Regions from separate parts of the Sus scrofa genome. Here regions 2 and 3 are each linked to region 1. A link is a contact called in public HiChIP or PLAC-seq data. All regions are on one chromosome and are shown on one strand. Each heading gives the region's core, a stretch centred on a gene start, on an enhancer-like site or on the middle of the called end of the contact. The rest is flanking DNA. Distances are from core to core; before and after follow the strand shown. Region 1 holds the start of IDH2 (isocitrate dehydrogenase (NADP(+)) 2, mitochondrial). Region 2 holds the start of ARPIN (actin-related protein 2/3 complex inhibitor). Region 3 holds the start of VPS33B (vacuolar protein sorting-associated protein 33B).

The links. HiChIP or PLAC-seq counts read pairs in DNA pulled down with a chosen protein or histone mark.
Region 2: an H3K27ac HiChIP or PLAC-seq map of alveolar macrophages shows a contact between it and region 1. The contact joins the promoter of ARPIN here to the promoter of IDH2 in region 1. A contact is called at or near these places in 1 of 5 promoter capture datasets (liver), 1 of 47 Hi-C or Micro-C datasets (heart right ventricle) and 1 of 2 datasets of contacts at active chromatin or transcription factors (alveolar macrophages).
Region 3: a contact with region 1 is called in an H3K27ac HiChIP or PLAC-seq map of alveolar macrophages. The contact joins the promoter of VPS33B here to the promoter of IDH2 in region 1. A contact is called at or near these places in 1 of 47 Hi-C or Micro-C datasets (liver) and 1 of 2 datasets of contacts at active chromatin or transcription factors (alveolar macrophages).

What each region holds. Positions count from the first base shown.
Region 1 is chr7:55,672,937-55,677,745 of Sscrofa11.1, forward strand. It overlaps IDH2 (isocitrate dehydrogenase (NADP(+)) 2, mitochondrial), which reads right to left and starts at 2,635. Exons shown (of 11, transcript NM_001164007.1): 1 at 2,370-2,635. The coding sequence starts at 2,484.
Region 2 is chr7:55,481,685-55,486,493 of Sscrofa11.1, forward strand. It overlaps ARPIN (actin-related protein 2/3 complex inhibitor), which reads right to left and starts at 1,851. Exons shown (of 6, transcript NM_001244544.1): 1 at 1,661-1,851. The coding sequence starts at 1,752.
Region 3 is chr7:55,837,914-55,842,722 of Sscrofa11.1, forward strand. VPS33B (vacuolar protein sorting-associated protein 33B) reads left to right here and starts at 2,699. Exons shown (of 23, transcript XM_021098980.1): 1 at 2,699-3,139. The coding sequence starts at 3,044. It overlaps LOC110261558 (a long non-coding RNA gene), which reads right to left and starts at 2,638. Exons shown (of 2, transcript XR_002345812.1): 1 at 2,355-2,638.

The DNA of each region.
Region 1 (4,809 bases), core at 1,385-3,884:
CAGCTCCGATTAGACACCTAGCCTGGGAAACTCCATATGCCTCGGGTGTGGCCCTAGAAAAGACAAAAAGACAAAAAAAAAAAAACAAAAAACTGCACCAGACCATACCAATGTCCATGGGTGGCATCTTCCTCTCTGTCCTGGAAGAGCTCACAATTTATCATGTGTTAATATTTATAATCTGCCAACCTTTTAGACAAGAGTTTACAGAAGTGTAAACCCCAGGGCAGGCCACAGAGGCTGGCTTCCCATAATCAGAGAGCAATTTTCTGCACCTCATCCTGGAATCGTGAAAGAGGCCTTAACCTCACACAGAGGATCTGAGGGGCAGGCAGGCCCCAGGCTTTTCCAGACTCTTCCTCAAAATCTATCACTGGGCCTAAACACAACCACCCAACACAGCTCTCTGATGGGATAGCTGTGGTCTTATCTGATGTGGCTAAAATAAGGCTCAGTGGGGAATACCTAAGAACTCTACCGGTGGGTCTGCAAAATTCTGAACAATTAAATAATTTCCTCTGGAATCTAAGAGTGCAGACAAGTCACCAAGATCTAAACAGTTAAGGGACAGGATGAGAAAATTAAGAAGTTTCCAGGCTAGGAGTTGAGCAAAGGAAAGCTAGGTAAGTAATTCTTCCACTGAGCAGCTGGAACAAGTCAACCACACCTCCCCAGACTGACTTATCAGAACCACCAACAGCAGTTGCTGGAGGCCTAGGAGTTGCAAAACATGGTGGGAATGACCCAGTAGCAAAAACATAAGGGTATTTTAGCCAAAGTGTATTCTTTCCTTGTCTTCAAGGGAAATGCCAAGTATTCTGTCTCTAGCACTGTTGCCAAGTAACAAGCTAGCAGAGGTCACAATTGCACAGTTGCACGTACAACTCAAAAACCAAGCAGTTCATTAGTAACCAATCCCACTTAGGGGTGGGAGGCTTCTAGAACCTGCAACTGACTGCTCTTTTATCTGGTACTAAAATTCAGGCCCCCAAAGGGGCTTTGTTTTCTTATTCGTATGGAGGTTTTGGTTTCTTTTTTCACCATCCATGCAGAAAAAAGAATTGGGAAAATGTAGCTAATTTCCACCATATTTTGCTGAAGGTGGTGCCATATGGGAAATTTTGTTTGAGGCCTGGGGACACTTGGAACCTTGGACTTGCCAGGCTGACCCCTTAGAGACAAATCCCATAAGTATAAAAGCAGAAATGCCCCCTTTCTCCTTGAAAGGGGAAGCAGGGGTGCCAGGGCCTGAGCTCTTCTCTCCCCCCTCCCCTCCCCTCCCAGCTCCTGTCAGCTGCTCCCACACTAGGTTAAAGATTACCTACTTCTAGCAGTAAGACCAAACTGCCTGCACACCACTCCCTCTTCCTCACTCCAAGGGGTTGTTGGCCAGGACAGGATAGGGGTTTCCATGACAACGGTCATTAGACCTAAAGGATCCACATTGTTCCCTGTCTTTTGTAGCCAGCGATGGAGAGCCAGGGCGCAGATCGATGCCCACCTGCCAAACCGCGTAGCCCTGCCTTGGTAATGGAAGTTCAGGCTAAGTCCTGCTTATTATGACCTGCTCACTAAGCCTGCCGTCTTCTCTCCAAGCAGAGGACTAAGAGTACCACAGAAGCTGTGACGAAAGATTGGGAAGGTGACATTTTGGCTCGGCCGCCAGGGCTCCCTGTCGGGAGAGCCGGCAGGGCCAACCAGCAGCACAGGCGCCGCAGGAGCTGGCTAGCGAGAAGAGGCAGGTCAAGCCAAGGAGAGGCCCCAGGATGGAGCTTCAAGTGCGTTGAAGGAGAAGGAGGGGCGTCCAAACAAAAGGGGAAAATTAAAAGGACACTCCTCCAGCTGTCACGTAAAAGGCTCCAAAAATAGCAGACGAGGGCCTGACATTGAGGAGGGATTACTAAGTGCCTGGCTGAGAAGGAAGGGAAGTGGATGCCCCTTCTCTCCCCTCCTTTGTCTGAGCAGGGACCGCGCGCGACCCTCCCTCTCGCGGGGAAAGCGGGCCGGGCGCTCCGGCCCCCACTCGGTTGCTTTGTCTCCCTCCAGGGGCGCAGAACCGGCAGGATACCCTCCGAGCCCCGGACACCCCCCAGCACCTCCTACAGGAATTTTTAGGGGCGCGGGATAGCAGGGCTGGTATCGCCCGGGCCACCAGTTGCCCCCTTCGTTCAAGTCCCCACCCCTGCGCCTGGCACGGCCTGGAAGGAGGGGCAGGGAAGCACATCTCCGTCCTCCTGCTCTTTTGTGCCCTGTCCCGCCGTACCCGGCCCGCGAGCTTCCCAGGTGGCGCTCGCTGGTCCCCGCCCGGAAGGCCGCCACGTCGCGGTGCCGGGCGCGCACCCCGCCCGGACCCTCCTCGTGGCACTCACAGTGGCGCCGCGGCTGCTCTTGCAAGTTGGGGGCTGTCAAGGCTGCCGGCGCCCAGGCCGGCCCGGAGCCGGAAGCTCGGCAGAGCGAGCGTACGACTCGCAGGTAACCAGCCATCCCGAGCAGACAGGCGGGCGGGCGGGCGGGCAGGCTGGCTGGCTGGCAGGCGCGCGCGGACGGACGAACAGGGGCGAGCGAGATCCGAGCGCCGGCCGCTGCTCCCGGCTGGCTGGTGGCGGGCTGCCGAGGCCTGCCAGGCGCGGGTCGCGCGGGCCGGGCCGGGCCGGGCCGGGCGGGGCTTCCGGGGCCCACCACCCTATTGGACCTCTTCGGGAAGAGGCGGGGCCATGCCGGGCAGAACTCCTCCTCTGGCCCTGCCTCAGCCCGGACCCCGCCCCCGCGCCTAGCCCGCGCTTCCCTGAGCGACGCGGGAAGCTAGCTCAGCTCGACTGGAAAGAGACGGGTGTAAAACCCACCGGGACCTTCGAGCGGCAGTGGGAGCTGGAGGATTAGGGAAGCCGTTAGGGAGGAAAACACTTCTCTCCAGGATGCCCTATTTAAACCAGGGTGTCACTTGCTGACACATCAGCTTAAACCCAAAAAGGCAAATCGAGCAAGCTCCTGCATCCTTCGCGTGGGCTGGGCTGAAACTCCAAGGCGCATTAAGCAGGGCGCGTTCCGCGTTCCTAAACCAAGGCCTTGGGCACCTCGGGTCTCCTCAGATTCGCTCTCAGATTCTCCTGTCCCCTCCACGTGTTATGTAAACTGACCCTAGTCAAGAATTGAAAAACTACTACTTCTCCCCAAAATGTCAAGCTGGTAGTCCTCAAAGTCATTCAGCATAGCCAGAGCCTGTTTCCTCCCCTCCAAAACGGTAGCTTTAACAGTAACAGGGCTGCCAAGAGGCTTGGGTGAAATAATGGTAAAGGCTTGGGTCACACCCGGTGCTCAAGGACAATCACTGATGCTTATCAGACAGTACTCTGGCAGCCTGGGCTGAATAAACTAAAGCAAACAGTTCCATTTTTGTCTGCTTTCATGCAAAAGACAGTACTGATTGGTTTTGCCATAAACAACCAAAGTCTTTCTCTCTTCACCCATTTTCTTGAAATGAGACATACCAGCTGGACTGGGTTTTATTTAGTAAAACTCTGACCCTAGCCCCTGCCCCCAACACACACACACACTTTGCCAGCCACACCAACTCACTCAAATACTAGCCACCTCTTTCTGTCCTGTGTTCCCAGCTCTCCTCTTCACTGCCTCAGAGTCAACATTGCCAGATGGAGCCAGGCCAGACAAGTGACCCTGAGTTACTGACTTCAAAGCTTCCTTCTCTCTGTCTCAACCAGGCAGAGCTACTGCTTTGCCTGGAGATCTGGTAGACTGGGTCCAAGAGAAGGCTGTTTTGGAGCCCTCCAAAGTCTGAGGCCTCAGTCAAAGGCCTGACCTTGAGCCAGTGTGTCCTAGAATAACCCATTATCCCTTTCATTCTGTTCCCACTTCTCTTGCTCAAAACACAAGTGGAGACCATGGAAGCCTCTGGTATTTGGCTTTCATGCCATCCTGATATTATCAGGTACCAGGGCCTCAGTGTCTACACCTGTAAACTGGGAGAATAACCTCTGAGGATCCTTCTAGCGCAAACAATCAGATTCTGTTATGTATGTCCTATACATACTCCCTATACTGCCACTTCCGAAACAGTCATAAAGAAGTTGCTGTCAGACTTCCCACTGTGGCTCACTTAGCAGGTTAAGGATGCAACATAGTCTCTGAGAAGATGTGGGTTCTGCCCCTGGCCTCGCTCAGCAGGTTAAGGATCTGGAGTTGCCGCAAGCTGAGGCGTAGTTTGCAGATGCAGTTCAGATCCAGTGTTGCTGTGGCTGTGAAGTAGGCCTGCGGCTGCAGCTCTAACTCAACCCCTGGCCTAGGAACATCTATAAGCTGCAGGTGCAGCCGTAAAAAGGACAAAAAAAAAGAAGAAGGAGAGAAATTGCTCTCCACCCCAGGGGCTCATCTGTTCCTCTCTAAGGTGAACCAGGGTGTCAGAAGCCTGGCAAGAGGCAATCCTAAAGCCTCAGTGTGTTCCAGAATCTGGCCCTTACCTGCAGAGAGATCAGAGTGGGAGCGCATGTGTCCTTTGCAAGCACAGCAGGAGACCAGGGCGGGCAAGGCAAAATCTTCAGATAAAACTGCTCTCACTGACTGCCTCCCAGGGCTCCAGCTCCTTGCTAGCCTTCCCCATACACTATATTTTTGGTGAGGCAGTTGGTGTGAGCTTCATTAGCTCAGACAGGTTAAGACACTTGCTCAAAGTCACACAGTTGGGAAGCAGCAGAACTCTCATACCCTGATGCACAGTCCATCGCTCTTTTCAAGAGAAAGAAGAGAAACTAGTGCACTTGTTTGGAATTCTTTTTCCTTTTAGGGCTGCACCCG
Region 2 (4,809 bases), core at 601-3,100, 190 kb before region 1:
ATGGGAGCATCACAGTCACCCCATTCTGCTTCTATGATGATGACAACACACAATCATGTATGTGAAGGTGCTGTGTACACTATTAAAGTGTTTACTAAATATAAGAGATTTTACTTTTTTATTTAACCAAATTTTTCAGGGGGTAGGGTCTAAGTAGCTTCTCTTGTCACGTGTTTTAAAGCACTTCCTGGAGTTCCCGTCGTGGCGCAGTGGTTAACGAATCCGACTAGGAACCATGAGGTTGTGGGTTCGATCCCTGCCCTTGCTCAGTGGGTTAACGATCCGGCATTGCCATGTGAGCTGTGGTGTGGGTCGCAGACGCGGCTCGGATCCCACGTTGCTGTAGCTCTGGCGTAGGCTGGCAGCTCAGCTCCGATTAGACCCCTAGCCTGGGAACCTCCATATGCCACAGGAGTGGCCCAAGAAATGGCAAAAAGACCAAAAAAAAAAAAAAAGCACTTCCTTTTTAAAAAATTTATTTTTTGGCTGCCCTCGTGGCACATGGAAGTTCCCATGGAAGGCCAGGGATGGCATCCACACCAGAGCAGTGACCACAGCTGCTGCAGTGACAACACAGGGTCCTTAACCCTCTGTGCACAAGAGAACTTCTAAAGCACTTTCACACTCCCGCTCTCATTCATGTCCACTTTAGAAATGGGGAAACCCAGACTCAGAAGGTTTGTGACTAGGCCAAGATCAGAGGGTCCCAGGAGTTCCCATCGTGGCTCAGCCTTAACAAACCCTGCTAGTATCCTTGAGGTCTCGGGTTCCATCCCTGGCCTTGCTCAATGGGTTAAGGATCTGGCATTGCCGTAGCTGTGGCATAGGTCTGCAGTTGCAGCTCCCTTCAACCCCTAGCCTGGGAATTTCCATATGCTGTGGGAGAGGCCCTAAAAAAACAAACAAAAAAACAAAACAAAAAAATCAGAGTCCCTCATTAAAGGGAACCAGACCCTGGCTTGCCAATCCTAATTCTCACAAAAGCAGAACCTGGGGACTTCCTTTTTGGAACCACGTAAATGGGAGAGGGGTGGGGCAGGTGAAGAGATGGGGCTGAAAAGTTAAAACTCCCAGTACCTCACTCGCCCCTATCTATCCCGCTAATCCCTTCATTCAGTTGTATTTGTAATTGCAAATGGAGTGGTCTAGTCGTTCTCTGTTCTCCGTGCCAGTGATGGTAGGGCCTGGCCCTCCGGATCCAACTCAAGCCTCCAGGCAAGCCTGGCCCTCCCTCCCAGGCCAACTCCCACCCGCTGTTCCGGTCACAGCACCACACAGTCCCTACTGAAGCGGAGTGCACCGTGTGCAAAAGGCCTAAAGGCAAGGCAGGGGCAAGTGGTGAAGTTTATAGCCGATATATGCCAGCGCGGGATAAAGACAAAGGTTGGTAAGCAATCGCCGTCTTATGAGCGCTGTTTGGGAGTCAGGACCGACCCTCTGTGAGTTTTAAGGCTTAAGGGGTGCGCTCCGAGGGGAGCACTGGGAAGAGCGGTCTGGAGCCCAGGGGACCTTCGGTGAGCCCCGCCTTTCCTCCCAGCCGTACCCGATCTTGGTGGCGCCCCCCTTCCCCTGCCAATCAGGGAGCCCGGGATCGACGCGGAGCCTAGGGATCCGACGCAGGCCGGCCCGGGAGGCGGAGGGAGATGCGGGCGGAGCCTACCCCTGGTGGGCGGCGGGGTCCCAGGCCCCAGGCAGCCGCGCGCTCTGCACCGCTTTGTTCTGGAGGGCGCTGTCGTGGTAGATGCGGCTCATTCTCCCCACGGGCGCGGAGCCCTCGCGGCCCGGGGCACTGAGCCGGCACGCGGGGCGGAAGGCGCTGCGAGGAGCCGCGCAGGGAGCACACGCCGAGACTGGCAATTCCCAGCCGCAGATCCGGGTCCGGCGCGGCTGCGGGCGTTCCCGCGCGGGATTTAAAGGGGCCGAGCTCCATTTCTGCCCGCGGGACTTTGCTTGGTGGGAGGCCGGCTCCTGCAGGGACCCGGCCTTGGCCTTCTGCCGCGGGTGGGGATAGGGCGGGGAGTGGAGCCACGCCCTTCTCGTTCTCTCCCTCTTCCTTGTTCCTAGAGGGAGACCTAGGCCTCACACACGCGCAAGGGAAATTGAGGCCAAGAGAGCTAGTACGGTCAGCTCTGAAAGGATGGGATTCCAGGAAGCAGGAACGGAAAAATGGGAACAGCCCTCAGGGACGGCGCAGTGGTTAAGCACAGAGTCGCTCTTTTTACGCCCCACGCGCGAGGTCGCAGAGCGGCTGAGGGAAGAGCTCTGGGGACCTGTAGCAAAGGAGCCTGAGCTGAGATGTCAGATCAGCGACTTACCATGGTTAGAATCCCAGCCAGGTGAGCTTGGACAAGTTCTTCAACCTCTCTGAGCCCGTGCCTCCTCCTCTATGAGATGGGGTCAGTGTCAGAGGAGTTGTAAAGATTTAATAAGCTCACTCTAGGGAGTTACTGTTGTGGCGCAGGGGAGAGGAATCTGACTAGTATCCATGAGGACACTAGTTCCATCCCTGGCCTCTTTCAGTGGGTTAAGGATCCAGAGTTGCCGTGAGCTGTGGTGTAGGTTGAACTCCGCTCAGATCCAGAGTTGCAGTGGCTGTGGTGTAGGCCGGCAGCTACAGCTCCGATTCAACCCTTAGCCTGGGAACCTCGATGTGCAGTAGGTGTGGCCCTAAAAAACAAAACCAAAAAAAAAAAAAAAAAAAAAAAAGGGAGGAGGGCAAAGATGGAGTTTCCTTATGGCCCAGTGGGTTAAGGATCTAGTGTTTTCACTGCAGCAGCTTGAGTTGGACCCTTGGCCCAGGAACTTTTGTAAGCCACAGATACAGCCAGATAAGGGGGGGGGGCAAAGAAATTTCTTCAAAGGAGACATATGCATGCCCAAAATTTATATGAAAAGCTACTCAGCGTCACCAATCATCAGGGGAATGCAAACCAAAATCACAATGACATATCACCCCCCACCTCTTAGAATGGGTTATCAAAAAGATAGAAGATAGGAGTTCCCTTGTGGCACAGTGAGTTAAGGATCTGGCTTGTCACTGCAGCAGGCTAGGTTCAATCCCTGGCCCGGGAACTTCCACATGCCGTGGGCCTGGCCAAAAAAAAAGACAAAAGATAAGTGTTAGTTAGCAAGGATATGGAGAAAGGAGAATTCTTGTACAGCATTGATGGGAATATAAATTGGTGCAGCCACTGTGGTAAACACTATGCAATTTTCTCAAGAAATTAAATATAGAACCACCAAATGATCCAGCAGTCTCACTTCTGGGTTTATGTCCAAAGGAATTGAAATCTGTGATACCAAAAGGATATCTACAATATGGGAAACGAATCTGAAAAAGAATGGATATGTGTATATGTAAAGCTGAATCACTTTGCTGTGCAGCAGGAATTATCACAACATTATAAATCAACAACAATAAAACCTTAAAAAACAGGGGAAAAAAAGGAAATTCTCTTGTGGTACAGCAGGTTAAGAATCTGGTTTTGCCACAGCTATGGCAGAGGCTGCAACTGTGGTACAGTTTCGATGATCCCTAGACTGAGACCTTCAACCTGCTGTGGATGCAGGCAAAAAGAAAAAAATTAAGGAAAGAAAGGGGTAATCTGCATTCCCATGTTCCTTGCAGCATTATTCACAATAGCCAAAATATGGAAGCAACCTAATGTCCATGAGGTTATGGACATAACCTCATGAATGAAAGAAGGTTGAATGGAAGAAGAAAATGTGATATATGGATACAATGGAATATTGTATCAGGCTTAAAATGTATTAGGCTTAAAAAAAAGGAGACCCTGCCATTTGCAACAACATGGATGAACTTGGAAGTGAAAGAAGCCAGACAAAGAAAGACAAACACTGCATGAGGAATCTAAAATATTCAAACTCAGAGTTCCTGTCCTGGCTCAGTGGTTAAAGAACCCAACTGGTATCCATGAGGACACGAGTTCGATCCCTGGCCTCCCTCAGTGGGTTAAGAATCTGGCATTGTGTGAGCTGTGGTCTAGGTCGAAGATGAGGCTCAAATCTCATGTTGCTGTGGCTGTGGTATAGACCAGTAGCTACAGCTCCGATTTGACCCCTAGCCTGGGGACCTCCATATGCCAGGGGTGCGGCCCAAAAAAGACAAAAGACAAAAAAAAAAAATTCAAACTCATAGAAGCAGAGAGTATAACTGTGGCTGCCAGGGCCTTGCCGGGGGTGGTGGCGGGGGCTGGGGGTGAGGGAGAGCAATGGGGAGGTTATAGTCAAACCTGAGCTGTGGCATGGGTCGAAGATGCAGCTTGGATCTGCCTTTGCTGTGGCTGTGGTTTAGGCTGGCAGCTGCAGCTCAGATTCGACCCCTGGCCTGGAAACTTCATATGCCGCAGATGAAAAACAAACCAAAAAATCCTGGTCCCAGCCACAGGCAGGCACACCTCTTCCTCCTCCCCCTTCTGTATCATCTTCCCCTTCAAAGGGCTCCAAATCTTTACCGCCTTTTATGGCAGCCCCTAGTTATAGGTGACTATTAAAATTTGAATTAAACCTAAACAAAATTTAAAATTCAATTCTTCAGTCTCACTAGACACATTTCAAAACTCAATAGCTAGCAACATGTGGGCAGTGGCTACCATTCTGGCCAGGACCCACACAGAAGCTTTTCATCATCGCAGAGAGTTCTATCAGACAATACTGCTCTAAATCCTTTCTTCAGAAGAGTAATCTGGAGTTGCTGTTGTGGCTCAGGTAACACACCTGACTAGTATTCTTGAGGACACAGATTCGATCCCTGCCCCCACTCAGTAGGATAGGGATCTGGCGTTGCTG
Region 3 (4,809 bases), core at 1,449-3,948, 170 kb after region 1:
TGAATCCGGCTAGGATCCATGAGGATGCAGGTTCCATCCCTGGTCTTCCTCAGTGGGTCAGGGATCAGACAATGTGATCTGATCAGTGAACAGTGGTGTAGGCTGGCAGCTGCAGCTCCAATTTGACACCTAGCCTGGGAACTTCCTTATGCTGCAGGTGCAGCCCTAAAAAGCAAAAAAAACCCACTTTTTTTCCATTCTTGCAAATGCTAATCTAAGTCTCAGGTACTAGTTCTTTGTCCCTAGATTTTTCACTTAGTTGGCTCCTTGTCATTGAGGCCTCAGCTTAAATGTTACTTTCTTAGGCCTTCCTTAATCACCCTCATCCACAGCAGCTCCCTTCATGTTCTATCACCATGCCTTATGTAATTTTCCCCAGTTTTGAAGTATATTACTAATGCATTATTTGTCATCACCCACCTTGGCTCCCATTAGAAGGGAAACTCAGGAGTTCCCGTCATGGCTCAGTGGTTAATGAATCTGACTAGGAACCATGAGGTTGCGAGTTGGATCCCTGGCCTCCCTCAGTGGGTTAAGGACCTGGTGTTGTCGTGAGCTGTGGTGTAGGTCGAAGATGTGGCTCAGATCTGGAGTTGCTGTGGCTGTGGTGTAGGCCGGCAGCTACAGCTCTGATTAGACCCCTAGCCTGGGAACTTTCATATGCCACGCAAGCGGCCCTAGAAAAGGCAAAAAGACCAAAAAAAAAAAAAAAAAAAAAGTTAAACTCAATGAGGGCTGTGTTCATTGTTTTAGTTCCACTCCCAAAATAGATTGCAATATTGGTTGAATGAATGAAGAAATGGCTGGGGAACCTTATACCAATAAGCCAGTCCACAATGGCAGAAAGCCCTGCCTTTTACCTTTGCTAGCCTGTGCATCTGGACCTCAGCCAAGAAGGCCTAAGCTTTGTGCAGGTTGACCTATTCCTACTCTATTCTGTCAGTATGTCTCAAATCCTAACCAACTGGCATTGGGGTGTTTTGGAAACTTGTTCCCCCACTGCCCCAGCACAGCTGGGAGGCTGGAAGTGGGGATGGGCACTCACCCAACCTGTGTTCCTTTGGGCAGGGGTTATAGGACTTCATAGTGCCATATCCCCAGGCAGTCCTGTTTCATGACACAACGAAGGACTTTGACACCATATTGGATGAGGAGGCAACAGATGACAAGATTCTGCCTAAGCTGGAGAGAAAGTGAGTGGAATGGGCACCTCACAGCATTCTTGGGGCCATGCTCAAGAGTCTGGCAAACTGTATGACCTGGAGGGTATATATGTGTCACTCATCTGCCAAGAGCAGCTTCTACCTCTGTGCAGCTGAGATTCTGATCTAACTAAGGGGAAGGGCTGGGAGGAAGCTCAATAAATACTAGATGAGCTTTATTAAATTTTTTTTTTTATTTTAATGGCCCCACCTGTGCCATATGGAACTTCCCCAACACCGGATCCTTTTAACCCACTGCTCCAGCCCAGAAATCAAACCCGAGCTTCTGCAATGACCAGAGCCTCTGCAGTCCAATTCTTAACCTACTGCGTCAGAGTGGGAACTCCTGATGTCTTTTATCATGTTCCTACTAACCTCTGTTTCCTATGAGCTGGTAGTTTAGATCCTGAAGCTTGATCAGTTTTGGCTTTTGGCAACAGGTGATGCTTTCTATTTCCTATGTATCTCACCAGGAGATGATGATGTGATGTTACAGCTGATTAGTAAGTACAAGTATTGTCAGCCAGATCTGTCCATTATAATATCTTGTAAGTTTAGTTTTTTTTTTAAGAAGGTAAATATACATATAGAGATTTACCATCACTCCTGAAAATTCCCTAATTTTCTTCCCAATTTTTGTAGCTTTTCTGAAATTTTTTTTCGGTATAGTGTTTCGTGTTCAAGAACCTGATATAGAAGTTGCCATTATGGCTTAGTGGTTAAGAACCCAACTAGTATCCATGAGGATACTGGTTCAATCCCTGGCCTGCGCAGTGGGTTAAGGATCCCGCGTTGCGGTAAGCTGCGGTGTATGTCGCCAATGAGGGTCGGATATGGCTGTGGTGTAAGCGGGCAGCTGCAGCCCCAATTAGACCCTAGCCTGGGCACTTCCATTTGCTGCGGTGCAGCCCTAAAAAGACAAAAACCCCACCCTGATATAAATGGCATACAGATGCCACTCTGAGTCTGGCTACTTTCACTTAGTTATTTTTGTATGAATATACCACCGTTTTATCCATTTTCCCACGAAGGGCATTAATAAGTCAAAACTCCGGTATTGAAGGGTCACAGCTGGCGAGACAGCTTCCATTGGCTCCAAAAGCGTTTCTCTTCTCTCCCCTCACACCCGCCCGCAATTTCCACGCCTCTCACCTGTAGCGGTTTGGAAGAAAGGAGACCGCCCAGTTCTCAGCTAAATTTGTGTTGTAGATTTGATTGACAGCCAAAATCCCCAGGGCTCACAGTGCCCTTCGGATTCCGAGTTGGTTTCGCCCATTTCACGAAATTCTGAAAATCGAGCAAGTGCCCAACGTTTGCTTGAGTGAGCCGGGAGAACTGGATGTACCCTTAGAAGTTAGTTTAAGGTATACTCCTTTTATCGCCTCTGGTCAGGAATTGGACAGCCACATGGACGCGTTGCGCTCGTTTTCAAATGTCCCTCCTAGGATGCCGTCCTTTCTGAATAAGCTAAGCGACAGGCGGGCGCTCGGGACTTCCGGGACGGCCAGGAAGTCGCCTCTCTCGCTCTCTCCGGCAGGAGGCGGGTAGCTTTGCGGGTGTAGCCCCGAATGCTGCTGAGCCAGGTGGACCGGGAGGGGCGGGGCGGAACCCTTTGGCTACGGGCCTGAGACTAGGTCCCCCGAGGCTGCGGCTGCCTGGGCAAGAGGTCGCCATTCATTCCCCACGTGTGGTTGAAGAGCGAGGGCCCCGTCAGGGGCCCTTTGGAAGTCCGTGCTGGTCCCTACAGAAGAGGCGTCCTGCGTGGACCCTGGGCTGCTGCCGGCCTTCTCAGATCGGAGGTCCTCCTCCTCCTTCCACCTGCAGCTCAGGTGACCGGCGCCATGGCTTTTCCCCATCGGCCGGACGCGCCAGAGCTGCCTGACTTCTCCATGCTCAAGAGACTGGCCCGAGACCAGCTCATCTATCTGCTGGAGCAGGTCAGTGCCCGCCACTCCGGGGCCTTTACTGTATCAGCAGGTTAGCATTCACTGGGTGCATAGTTCTTTCTTAACTGAGTTCCTTTGAGCGTGCTCTTGTCCCTTGGTATTGTCCTTGGAGCTTCTGGAGCAGGTCCAAAATGAAGCACCAGGAGAAAAATCAGGGCAGTGAGAGCTCCGTGGGGTGACCTGGCCAGCCTTCCCCCACCCCCTACCCCCTACCCAAACAGGCAAGGGAGACGCCACTAGTGCCAGGCATCAATGGGAATGGAAAGATGGTTGTGACATCTCTGTCCTTAGGGATCTTACACTTCAGTGGGAGCATATGACACAAAATACTACATAGAGAATATGTGTGGTAAATAAGTGCTAGCTAGGGTGCCTGAAACAATCATTTCTAGCTAGAGTGATCTAGGAATTTCAAAGAGCTGGAGTGTGAAGATAAGCGTATTTTCCTTGGAGATGGGAGAGGATGTTCCAGGCAGAAGGACCTGCAGGAAAGTTGAGGAACCAGGGAAGGATAAGTCCTGCAACAGGTAAGAGGGTGATCAGAAGTTACACAGTAGGTATTAGGCAGCCATTAAAGAGTTTTCCTCCCATGCATTCCCTTTGTGGCTCAGTGGTAACAAATCCGACTAGACTAGTATCCCTGAGGACGTGGGTTCGATCCCTGGCCTCGCTCAGTGGGTTAAGGATCTGGCATTGCTGTGAGCTGTGATGTAGGTCACACACCTGGCTTGGATCCCAAGTTTCTGTGGCTGTGGTGTCAGCTGGTGGGCATCTGTAGCTCCAATTTGATCCCTATCCTGGGAACTTCCTTATGCTGCACATTTGGCCCTAAAAGCAAAAAACAAAAACAAAAAAATTTTCTTACTTCCACATGTGGCATGAAACAATACTTGAAGATGTTTCTAATAGCCATGTGTGAAGTTGAGTAAATAAGAAACAAGAAGGCCAGTTAGGAGAACATAGATCAGATTGAAGTAATAAAGGTGCACACAAAATTGATGGCAGTGAAAGTGAAAGAAAGTTGATAGATTTTTAAGTCATGGTGAAAGAAGACTCAAAGACTTATCAATTAGTTGTAAAAGAATCAGGAAGAAGCAAAACTGAGTTTGAGATTTTTAACTTGAGTTAATAGGAAAATAATGCTGTTACTGTAATTGTAATGGATGACATATATAGTCATTTGTTTAATGTTTGTATTTTCTGCTAGATTGGAAGGTCCTTGAGGACAGGGATATACCTATTTTGTCCAACACCGTATACCCAGTGAGTACCTAACTTAGAGACAGACACTAAGCATGTGCTTAATAAATATTTATCACATGGAGTTCCCATCATGGCTCAGTGGTTAACGAATCCGACTAGGAACCATGAGGTTGTGAGTTCAGTCCTTGGCATTGCTCAGTGGGTTAAGGATCTGGCATTGCAGATGCGGCTCAGATCCCGTGTTGCTGTGGCTGTGGTGTAGGCCAGCGGCTACAGCTCTGATTTGACCCCTAGCCTAGGAACCTCCCTGTGCCGTGGGTGTGGCCCTAGGGAAAAAAAAAAAATTATCGTATAACCATTGAATGGAAATGAGAAAAAAAATTAGAAAGAGGAATGGCTTTGGTGGGGGAAGTTGATGTGTTCAAGTTCGGGTAGGTTGAGGTTAAGATACTAGTAGG